2 separate regions of the Ovis aries genome follow, and region 1 is linked to region 2. A link is a contact called in public Hi-C data. All regions are on one chromosome and are shown on one strand. Each heading gives the region's core, a stretch centred on a gene start, on an enhancer-like site or on the middle of the called end of the contact. The rest is flanking DNA. Distances are from core to core; before and after follow the strand shown.

The links. A called contact is a pair of places that touch in the nucleus more often than the background predicts.
Region 1: a contact with region 2 is called in a Hi-C map of hypothalamus, with 3 times the contacts expected there. The contact joins the enhancer-like site here to the promoter of ACBD5 in region 2. A contact is called at or near these places in 2 of 16 Hi-C or Micro-C datasets (hypothalamus and liver).

What each region holds. Positions count from the first base shown.
Region 1 is chr13:17,260,065-17,265,476 of ARS-UI_Ramb_v3.0, reverse strand. PDSS1 (decaprenyl diphosphate synthase subunit 1) reads left to right here. Exons shown (of 11, transcript XM_004014207.5): 7 at 1. Among named protein-coding and RNA genes, the nearest start is that of PDSS1, 27 kb to the left of the region's middle. Within about 2 kb of position 1,351, at least 10 of the 54 cell types and tissues checked have an H3K27ac peak or open chromatin away from gene starts, as enhancers often do. A contact at or near this core is called in hypothalamus, where this site is marked.
Region 2 is chr13:17,141,129-17,146,272 of ARS-UI_Ramb_v3.0, reverse strand. ACBD5 (acyl-CoA binding domain containing 5) reads left to right here and starts at 3,575. Exons shown (of 14, transcript XM_060397252.1): 1 at 3,575-3,639; 2 at 4,984-5,144. The coding sequence starts at 5,077.

The DNA.
Region 1 (5,412 bases), core at 102-2,601, 120 kb before region 2:
AGTATGTACGTTCTGTTTCTTTCCAAGTTAAAAAAAAAAAGCCTCCTGGCTCTTTCTTGGGCTAATTCTCATAGAAAAAGTTGCACTGGAAAAATCTTACAATAGTGACCGAAATCCCAAGAGTAACTGAGAAAAGAATTGCATCCCCAGACAGCAGAGAACTTCTGCTATGGTTTTCATTTTTGCTGTTTAGGCATCAACTTTCATCTCTCCTCCTAGGAGTTGAATCAAAACAAGCCTTCTAATATATTCCCCAATCTGATTTCCAAATGGGTGCAACATTTTGAACAACTAATCATAAATGGTCTCCCTCATGGTTACCACACACTGTTTTGTACATTTTACGTGTAAAAAGTTATAAAGTGCTATGCTGTGTTCTAAAATATTGACCTGGGTGAAAATATCCAACTAATAGATTATACCAGTGTTCTGTATCCTCTTCTATGAGTAATAAATCCCTCCCAGTTATCTGGAAATAAAAAAGCCCTTCTGCTTCTGAGTATAAGCTGAGGCTGAACCATAACTTTTCTGTACCCATTGCTTTCTCAGTGGCCTTCCCTCCACTCTTCACATAATTTCCTTTTTTGAAAAATCAATGTTGTCTTTAATCATTCAGTGCTAGCCCATGAATGAGAGACAGTTCTCTGCCTAGAATTATTCATCTGACCGTCTTTCAGCCTAGCAGATACACAGGAAGAAAACTGGGCCAAGTAAGAGTCCTGTGATTAAAGCAGCAAGAAGGGGAGACTCCTAAGGGGCAAGTGCCAGTTCATGATACACTGTGTAACATAATCACAGTTGCAGAGAGCTTTTTCTCAGACCTCTCAGGTGAAGAAGCCCCTTGCCAGTAATGTGTCTGGAAAAGTGTCAAGAAATGTGTAATTGTAATTGAGCCAAAAAAGAATGAGGACAACATTTTTTCCTAAAAAGACCCAGTTGAAACCCAGAGGAATGTGAATTATGTAGAACACGATGGCCACAATCTCAGCCATTTTTGTCTTTTTATTGAAAGAGCATTTTTTTCTTAATTTCCCAGAAATTGTGAGTGTGGTTTTCTAAAAAAAGAGAGACAAAAATAGGATAGGCTTGAGAATGCTAAATTTAAAACAACAAAAAAAAGATTTAAAATGGTGGCCTTCAATCTTAATTAATCTTAAGAACATTGATGTTTCATTGCTCATCATACCCTTGATGGCCAATGTCTCCATGAAGCGGGAGGCCCAGGCTCACTAGTGTGTTAGGTGACGGGGAAATCTTCACAGGCCTGAGGCTGCAGAGAGAAGCACGGCCGTCAGTGGGGCAGCTGGCTCTGAAACACTGAGGGTCATTGTCCGCAGAGTGGACATTCCACAGGGCAGCAACCCTTGCTGCCCCAGAGCCAGAACGGGAGCATGCGCTCAGTGAGCCACGCCATCGGGGAGGGACTGCATTCGCTGTCCTCTACTTAGGAAGCCAAAGCCAGGCTCTCGCGTGTATTCGTTCATAAAGAGGACCTCGTCCCTCACAGGTGGGCAAGTACAAGTGGGCCTGCAAGTTAACAGGGCTCGACCCTCATTAAAAATGAAATGTCTCAGGCTGTCCACCAGGAAGCAGGCTGCCATCAGCCCTGAACTGCCCACTTTTCTTGTGATTTATTCCTGAGCTCCAGAGCTGTTAGAATAATAAAGCAGAATGCTAGTGTGAGCTCCCTGAATAAAAGTTTCTATATATAAGTGCCTATGGGGAGAGATGTTCCAGAGGTGTTATATATTCAAAACTGCTGTTTTTATGTGATTTTGGTATTTAAAACGCAGACACGTGGGCTCTGAGAGAACAGATGCAAAGCAAATTAGAGACACCAAAAAGAAGGGGTAAGAATTTAAACATCAGAATCATTAGGAATAATGAAGTTCAGGATGTCATGGCAATTTGATGGAAACCTCACGGCTTACAGTTCATTGTCCTAAGGACCGTTTAGTGGAAAATGGTATTAAATCTAAGAGAGGGCTGTTGAGGATTGTTTTGGGACACTGACTGACGTTAAAATAGAAGTAACCTTAAAAGGTGATTGGCTCTTTGTTTCTGTACATAGTTACGCAAAATATATTGTGTAGTTTACCAGTGAACGCTGTGCCTTGTTCCCCAGAAAACCTCATGGGAATGAGGCCAGAGGGGTCTGGTGGCCCACCCAGTGTTTTCCAGTCAGACAGTAGCTGAGCGGAGATTTGAACCCAGAGCTGGGTATGATAAGCCTGCAGTTTCATGTATTCATTCATCTTCTCGTTTTTTTCCTCCTGAATTTCTGTTCTCTCTGTGCGGCATGTGGCCTGCAATCAGTGGACTGTCTTCCTGGTGCCTTATTGTCAAAGCTACAGAGGGCCGCCCCAGAACCTTGGTTTGTGGGTCATAGCTGTAGAACGCCCATTTTTTAATTATGATATTCTTATCTAATCTACACATAGTCCTTATTCAAATGTTAATAGTTCTCATAATATTGTTAGAACAAATGGGAACATTGTTTTCTGGCCCAGGATCTATACTAGGATCTCATGTTGCATTTAGTTGTCAAGAATCTTTTTTTTTTTTTTTAATTTGAAATATAGTTGTATTTTTGGAGAAGGCAATGGGACCCCACTCTAGTACTCTTGCCTGGAAAATCCCCTGGATGGAGGAGCCTGGTAGGCTGCAGACCGTGGGGTCGCTAAGAGTCGGACATGACTGAGCGACTTCACTTTCACTTTTCCCTTTCATGCATTGGAGAAGGAAATGGCAACCCACTCCAGTGTTCTTGCCTGGAGAATCCCAGGGACGGGGGAGCCTGGTGGACTGCCGTCTCTGGGGTTGCACAGGGTCGGACACAACTGAAGCGACTTAGCAGCAGCAGCATAGTTGTATTTTAGGCATATAGGAAAGTGATTCAGTGATATATATATATAGACAGATATATGATTATTTCCACTATAGGTTATTATAAGGTATTGAATATAATTCTCTGTGCTGTGTAGTAAATCCTTGTTGTTTATCTGTTTGCTTACAGTAGTTTCTGTCTGTTAATCCCATATTCCTAATTTATCCCTGCACGCAGTGGGAAACATAAGTTTGTTTGCTATGACTCTGTTTCTGGTTTGTATTCAGTGATTCATTCTTATTATTTTTTAGATTTCACATATCAGTGATGTCATATAATATTATTTTTCTCTGACTTACGTTGCTTAGTATAGTATTCTCAAGTTCCATCCATAGTGCTGCAAATAGCAGTATTCCGTTCCTTTTTGTGACGATATTCCTGTGTGTGTGTGTGTGTGTGTACACACACCTTCTTAAGCCAGTTTTCTATTGCTGGGCACTTGGGTTGCTTCCGTGTCTTGGCTGTGTAAGACTGCTGCCATGCACACTGGGGTGTGTGTCGCAGACGTGGCACTAGGCTGTGGTGTGGAGTGGGCTGTGGCCTGGGCTGCCTCTGTGGTCGGCCTCTCCCAGGACCTGTTGGCCCAGATCCAGCTCCAGGCAGGGGTGTGGGGTGGGCAAACCAGAGCTGTTGGCCGGGGAGTGAACCGCTGTGTGCTCCTCCCCAAGCCCCATGGTTAACATGGTTGCCTGTTTTCCCACAGCCACGCTAACCAAATGTAGCCTTAGACTTGAGTGTTTGACAATCTGACAGATGAGAAATGGTGTTACAATGAGAGTTTTAATTTACATCTCTTTTCTCGGTGAAGTAGAACTCCTTTTAAGAGGCTAAAGGGCTATTTTCAGTTCTTTAATTTTTGTGAATTATATATTCATGTCTTTTGCCCATTTTCTTGATGGGTGGTTGGTCTTTTTCCCTTATCAGTTTTAAAGAGTTCTTTATATGTGAAGAATATTAGCCCTTTATCTGTGATTTTATGTTGAAAAAGTTATCTCCCAGTGTTTTCCATTGGTTTCTGCCGACCACCTATTTTGGTATTTTTTCAGTATAATGGTGGAGCTCCAATAATCTCCATTATTTTTAATAAGACCACAGTACGTATATTAACTCTCACAGTGATGTAAACACACCCTTTAAAGACAGAGATGCTCAATAGATGTCAAGGGCTGTGCCCTTGTCGATGTGATCTTTCTGATGGTTTTGAGGAAAGGTGTAGAAGAGTCTCCTGAGAGGTGTGGTCCTTACCCCCCGCCCTCGACTCGTGCGTCCCATGGCCTGGCTGTGGACCTGCTGCAAACAGAACAGTTACCTGAGCTCCGCTCTGCCCTCCCCATCGCTCTACCCTCCCCAGGACTCAGATGGGGTCATCTCTCTGAGGCTGAGACGAGATGCGTGCACGTCAGCCTGCCTCCTTTCTGGTTTGTGTTGGTCCCTTTTGCCTTTCCTGGTCAGACAGGCCTCACGGGACAGGGGCAGCAAGGGAGAGGTGCTCTTCATGTCGTCATGGGGAAATCTGAGCAGCAGTGTCCCTTTATTGCCTGGCTTTGGGGGAGCAGCGAGGCGGACTCGGGGCTCTCTGCTTCCTGAGCGCCATGACCGGCCTCTCTACTTTGAGGCCCATTAAAGGTCCCACGTGATCGGGACCAGTCTCTGAGGCAGACCGCCCGGGTTCGGTCCTGATTTCGCCATCTCCTCATCCTGTGATGCCTGGTCCCCACTGTGTCTCAGCGCCGGCCTCCTCAGTGAGTGGCAACGTGAGAAATCTCAGGAGAGCGCCCGGCAGAGTGCTCGGTGGCTGCTGGCTTTTACCCTCACCAGCCCCAGAAGAGGCATCTGTGGGCTGCTGTGAGATCTAGGGCGGTGCACAGTGTGTATCGTGTGCACTCCAGGCATTGTCATCCATTGAGTTCAGAAATAGAATGGCGCTTTTAAAAATCTTCGACTTCTCAGGAAGGAAGTTTGTATTTCTGTGCTGCTTTGCGCATAGGAAATCGCATCGCCCTCTACAGAACTGCTTTACGAGTTATTTCTGTCTAGAAAGGGGATGTCTTTGTTTTCTGGGCTCAGCATGTCCCAGGCTGCCCGAGCCTGGCTATGCACTCGTTCTCTCAGCCAGGTTGATGCATTTTTTGACTTCTTTCACAGCAGCAGACCGGGACACTCCCCGGCTCCTGTAGGCACAGCAGTGGAGGAGGAGGGCTGCTCACAGTCTCGGCAGACACTCGGGGTTACAGCTAGATGCCTGCGGTGTGCAGAGAGCCAGCCTCTGCTGTAGGTGCTTGTGAGCCTTGGTTTTACAGACGAGGAAACTGAAGCACAGACAGGATCACGAAGGTCATGTGCTAACTGAGGGGCAGAAGCACAGCCCCCCCAGGCTCACTGTGGCGCCCACCTGCCTGTGCCCAGCAGGGTCCCCCATGTCCCCAGAGGCCGATGAAGGTGTGTGGGCTGAGGTCAGACAGGAGGCCTGGAAGAGCTCTGTCTGGCTCTCGGGGCCAGCCCAGGCCCTCTCTCCCCGGAGGAGT
Region 2 (5,144 bases), core at 2,326-4,825:
TGGGGGACACAAACATTCAGTCATTAACAGATAGTACTTCCGAATAATAGCCAAGATTGGATTTTTGTCTTTTCATTTTCTCTTTTGATTTACGTTAAAGTTTTTAATATTTATCTTTCTATGTATTTCTGGAGTAGAATCTGGCCACTCAAAGAACAATAATTGTGGTGAATTTGTCTTGGGCCATTACTCTTAGAGAGGCTAGAACTGCGTCTCCCAGATGAATTTATGTGATGTTTGGCAGGTAGGAGTGAAGCAGTTCTGAAGGACACCAGGCTGGAGTAGCAGCTTGACACACAACCGCTCTGAGTCTTAGGTCAAGGGTGAGTTCATCTCCATGGAGACTGGTACCATTTTGTTCTGAAGGTTGTGCACGTCACAGTTTAGAAGCAGTGAGAGGTAATGTTGGATTCAGTATGTCCTGATGGGCTCCAGTTTGTGCTTAGGGGGTTTCAGTTTGTTCTTCTTTCACATCAGTTCCTGACTACAAGATATGCTGATCTAGAACCATTTTAGCATCAGGTCCAGTAACAGAGGCGAAGTGTTCCAGAGGCCTCCCACAGTCATGGAAACTCTAATCACCACAATTAATCTCTTATACTATATCAATCATAGTAGTTTTGCTTTTGTAATCAAACTGTGGAAGTCACTCAGTCATGTCTCTTTGCAACCTCATGGACTGTAGCCTGTCAGGCTCCTCTGTCCGTGGAATTCTCCAGGCAAGAATACTGGAGTGGGTAGTTCCCTCCTCCAGGGGGTCTTCCCAACCCAGGGATTGAACCCAGGTCAGTTTAGTTCAGTTCAGTCACTCAGTCGTGTCCGACTCTTTGTGACCCCATGAATCCCAGTACGCCAGGCCTCCCTGTCCATCACCAACTCCCAGAGTTCACTCAAATTCACGTCCATCAAGTCGGTGATGCCATCCAGCCATCTCATTCTCTGTTGTCCCCTTCTCCTCCTGCTTGCAATCCCTCCCAGCATCAGAGTCTTTTCCAATGAGTCAACTCTTCGCATGAGGTGGCCAAAGTACTGGAGTTTCAGCTTTAGCATTATTCCTTCCAAAGAACACCCAGGATGGACTTTGAACTCCCTTAGAATGGACTGGTTGGATCTCCCTGCAGTCCAAGGGACTCTCAAGAGTCTTCTCCAACACCACAGTTCGAAAGCATCAATTCTTCGGCGCTCAGCCTTCTTCACAGTCCAACTCTCGCATCCATACATGACTACTGGAAAAACCATAGCCTTGACTAGATGGACCTTTGTTGGCAAAGTAATGTCTCTGCTTTTGAATATACTATTTAGGCTGGTCATAACTTTCCTTCCAAGGAGTAAGCGTCTTTTAATTTCATGGCTGCAGTTACCATCTGCAGGAATTTGGAGCCCCAAAAAATAAAGTCTGACACTGTTTCCACTGTTTCCCCATCTATTTCCCATGAAGCGATGGGACCAAATGCCATGATCTTCGTTTTCTGAATGTTGAGCTTTAAGCCAACTTTTTCACTCTCCTCTTTCCCTTTCATTAAGAGGCTTTTTAGTTCCTCTTCACTTCCCACATTGCCAGTGGATTCTTTACCCTCTGAGCCACCAATGGAATCAAACTGCAACTGATACAAAAATGGTCTTTGTGGGTTCAAAACAAAGTACAAAGTCCTTTGCATGGCAGATGTGACCTTCAAGTTGGCCTCGATCATCGCTTTCACCTTTCCAGTCATCGCTTTCCAGTGCTGCGACTCACCTTCCCTCATATCTATGGTCCCATTATATGAACAAACTTGCTGCTTATCATATACAATGTACTGTTTTAGGTTTTTTTTCTTTCAGTTTTACTGCATATAATTGACATGTCTGTTTACCACACTAGACTGAGTACCTTAAAAATGCTCTGTAACTTCAGTGTCAATTACATTACATGACAGTAAGGACTTTTATTTTTATTTATTTTTATTTTTTTATTTTTTTTTTTTGAGCTCAAGGGTTTTAATCTGCCATCTGAGTCATTGCTACAACAATTCCACGGCAACAGAACAGATCACACTCTGACAAGCCAGCAGCCTGCCCGCCGGTCTAGTCTTCCCTGCCAGATGATACAATCACTGCTCCAGCTAAGCCAAAAGGATCAATGTGAACACTGGTGGTAATGATGACATATGGCTGTCACATCATTTAATTTTCTTTGGTAAAAGACCGAGTGTACTTCCCAGACAGGTCTGCACACAAATATAATATTTTCATTTAGAAGAAAGGTTCTTTTTTTTTTTTTTTTAGTTCTACCAGTTTATTGCTACCAACCCATCTCCCTCCATCTTCCTCTTACATGCATGCTCAGTCATGTAACGTCATGGACTACAGCCTGCCAGGCTCCTCTGGCCATAGACTTTTCCAGGCAAGAATACTGGAGTGGGTTGCCATTTCCTTCTCCTAGTAAGGACTTTTAAAATATTTGCAAGTTAAGTGTTAGCCACCTCTTGGTGACCCCATGGACTGTAGCCTGCATGCTCCTCTATCCATGGAAATCTCCAGGGAAGAACACTGGAGTGAGTTGCCATTCTCTTCTTCAGGGGGGTCTTTCTGACCGAGGAATTGAACCTGGGTCTCTTGCATTGCAGGCTGGCCAATTTACGATCTGAGCCACCAGCGGCTTCCCTATAATTGTAAAGGAAAGAGCATCTAGGAGAATCCTTTTTAACTTATTTTAATATTTACTCCTTTACGTTTCTTAAAAATCTTAAATGTACTATTTTACCTTACTTATGGTCATGTATAAGAAGTAGGCCCAGTCTTAATTAAATATTAATTAAATATCAGTAGAAAGACATGATCAAGAATGCTTTATTTACTGCAGTAATCATTTTATAACGTATACAAAGATAAAATCATAATGCTGTGAACCTGGAACTAATAGATTGTTGTATGTCAGTATCTATATAAAAAAAAAGAATGCTTCATATTAGTCACTATACTGAAAGTACTAAAAAGCATTAGTGTTCCATGCAATACATTTTAAGTAGAATTATAGGATTATATAGGGGTTCCATGGCACCCTACTCCAGTACTCTTGCCTGGAAAATCCCATGGACGGAGGAGCCTGGTAGGCTGCAGTCCATGGGGTCGCTAAGAGTCGGACACGACTGGGCGACTTCACTTTCAGTTCTTACTTTCACGCATTGGAGAAGGAAATGGCAACCCACTCCAGTGTTCTTGCCTAGAGAATCCCAGGGTCAGGGGAGCCTGGTGGGCTGCCGTCTCTGGGGTTGCACAGTGTCGGACATGACTGAAGTGACTTAGCAGCAGCAGTAGCAGCATAGTGGTTCCACAGTGGCTCAGTGGCAAAGAATCCGCCTGCAATGTTTTCCTCCGAAAAACACCACAGATGGTCGATTCCCTTCGGATGGAAGCGGATGTGGTGTTTCTGGAAGGAGCATAGGATAGCGGGATTTCCGGCCCAACGGCTCCAGGGTCTACAGCACCGAGAAACCGAACCGGAAACGGTGGGAGTAGCTCCCGCCAGGGGGAGGGAGGTGTCCGGAAGTGCCGGGAGAGGGGACCACATTTCCCACAAGCCCGTGGGGTGGGCGGGGGGACAGCGAGGGGCGGGCATCGGGGACCTTAACGGACAGGCCTTACCCCCGCAGAATCAAGGTAAAGGCTGGCACTGCGGCTCCAGGGGAAGAGTAGATTTGGAATAGTCACCCTCCTAACCCATCCCGAACTGACAGAGGGACCTTGGCGACTTTGGGGCTTCCGGGCCCCAGGACTCCACCCCCCAGAACCCAAAGCAGCTCTTCCACTGTGGGCCTGGGGGCGCTTCCTAGGTGCCTGACGATGCGGTTCGATGCGCTAGGAAGGCGAAGGCCCGGGGTCTACCCTTTTCTAGGGCCGTCGCGCCTCTACTGGGTCCTCGTTCGTCCCTGACCCACGCCCTGTCTTCCGTTAGCGCGGGCTGGAGCGGTACTGTGCCCGGCTCCTTGGGGCTCGAAGTCGGGGGGGGGTGATGCCGGGGAAGGTGTTCTTCCTTCCCCGCCCCGTCTAAGTAGCGGGCGACCTCCCCTCTCCTTTGGTTGTTGCTCGGACGTCCTTGTGTCGGGGCGGCTAAAGCTGTCGAAGGCCTGTGAGCCAAGCACTGCTAAGCACCTCCACCCAACATCCCTAAATCCTTTCCTCTACCGGTGTTAGGAAGATTGCCATCGGGAGAGGCGAAGTGACTTGCCCCTAGGTCGGCCACAGAACTTTAAATGGCAGAACTCAAGGTTCGCACCAAGCCTCTCTGGATATAAAGCACTTTGCTTAAGCCCCATCACCTTTCTCCAAACCTTAACCTAAGACGCTGGGGACCAGTCATTTTTTTTTGTCCCGCAGCGCACCGCCCCCCCCCCCACCCTTGAATCCCCCTTCTCCCCGCGGTGCACCCCGGCGGCGGTCGCGCTAGCAAGGACACTTCGCTCAGGCCTGTTCAAACAGCGATCCCAGGGCCCTCCGGCGATCCACTTTCCCTCCTTTCCTTTTCAGCCTTCTCCGGGCCAACTCCTCTGGGGAGGGACGGACAGCGCGCGTCACCGCCGCAGCCGCCGGGCGGGTGGGTGGAGTTTGCTGCGCGGCGGCAGCAGAGAGTGGGTCCCCCGCACCCACCCCCAAAGCTCTGGGGCGGGGCTGCCTGGAGGTCGCGGACGGACAGACAGACCTCGCCGGGATGGGGGGTGTGGCTGCCCCGCCAGGGTCCTGTGGGTGGGACGGCTGCACCGCGACCACCGGTGCCCTGGGCCCCTCCGCCTTCTGCTAGAGATGCTCTTCCTCTCGGTGAGTTATTTTTCCGTCCGGGTGGCCCGGCCTCCCCAGCGTAGGTCACGCCCCGGGGAGGAGGAAGGAGCCGGGCCATCTCGGACGGTGTGGCCTGGAGAGGGCAGGGCCACGGGGAGCTGACCAGCTGCGCTTTGGAGTCCTCCTCCCTTCGGGAATGTTGATCCGCGGCTGCGTTCCATGTTTCAGTTTCATGCAGGCTCCTGGGAAAGCTGGTGCTGCTGCTGCTGCCTGATTCCAGGCGACAGACCTTGGGACCGGGGCCGGCGCTGGCGGCTGGAGATGGCGGACACGAAATCCGTGCACGAAACCCGGTTTGAGGCTGCTGTGAAGGTGATACAGAGTTTGCC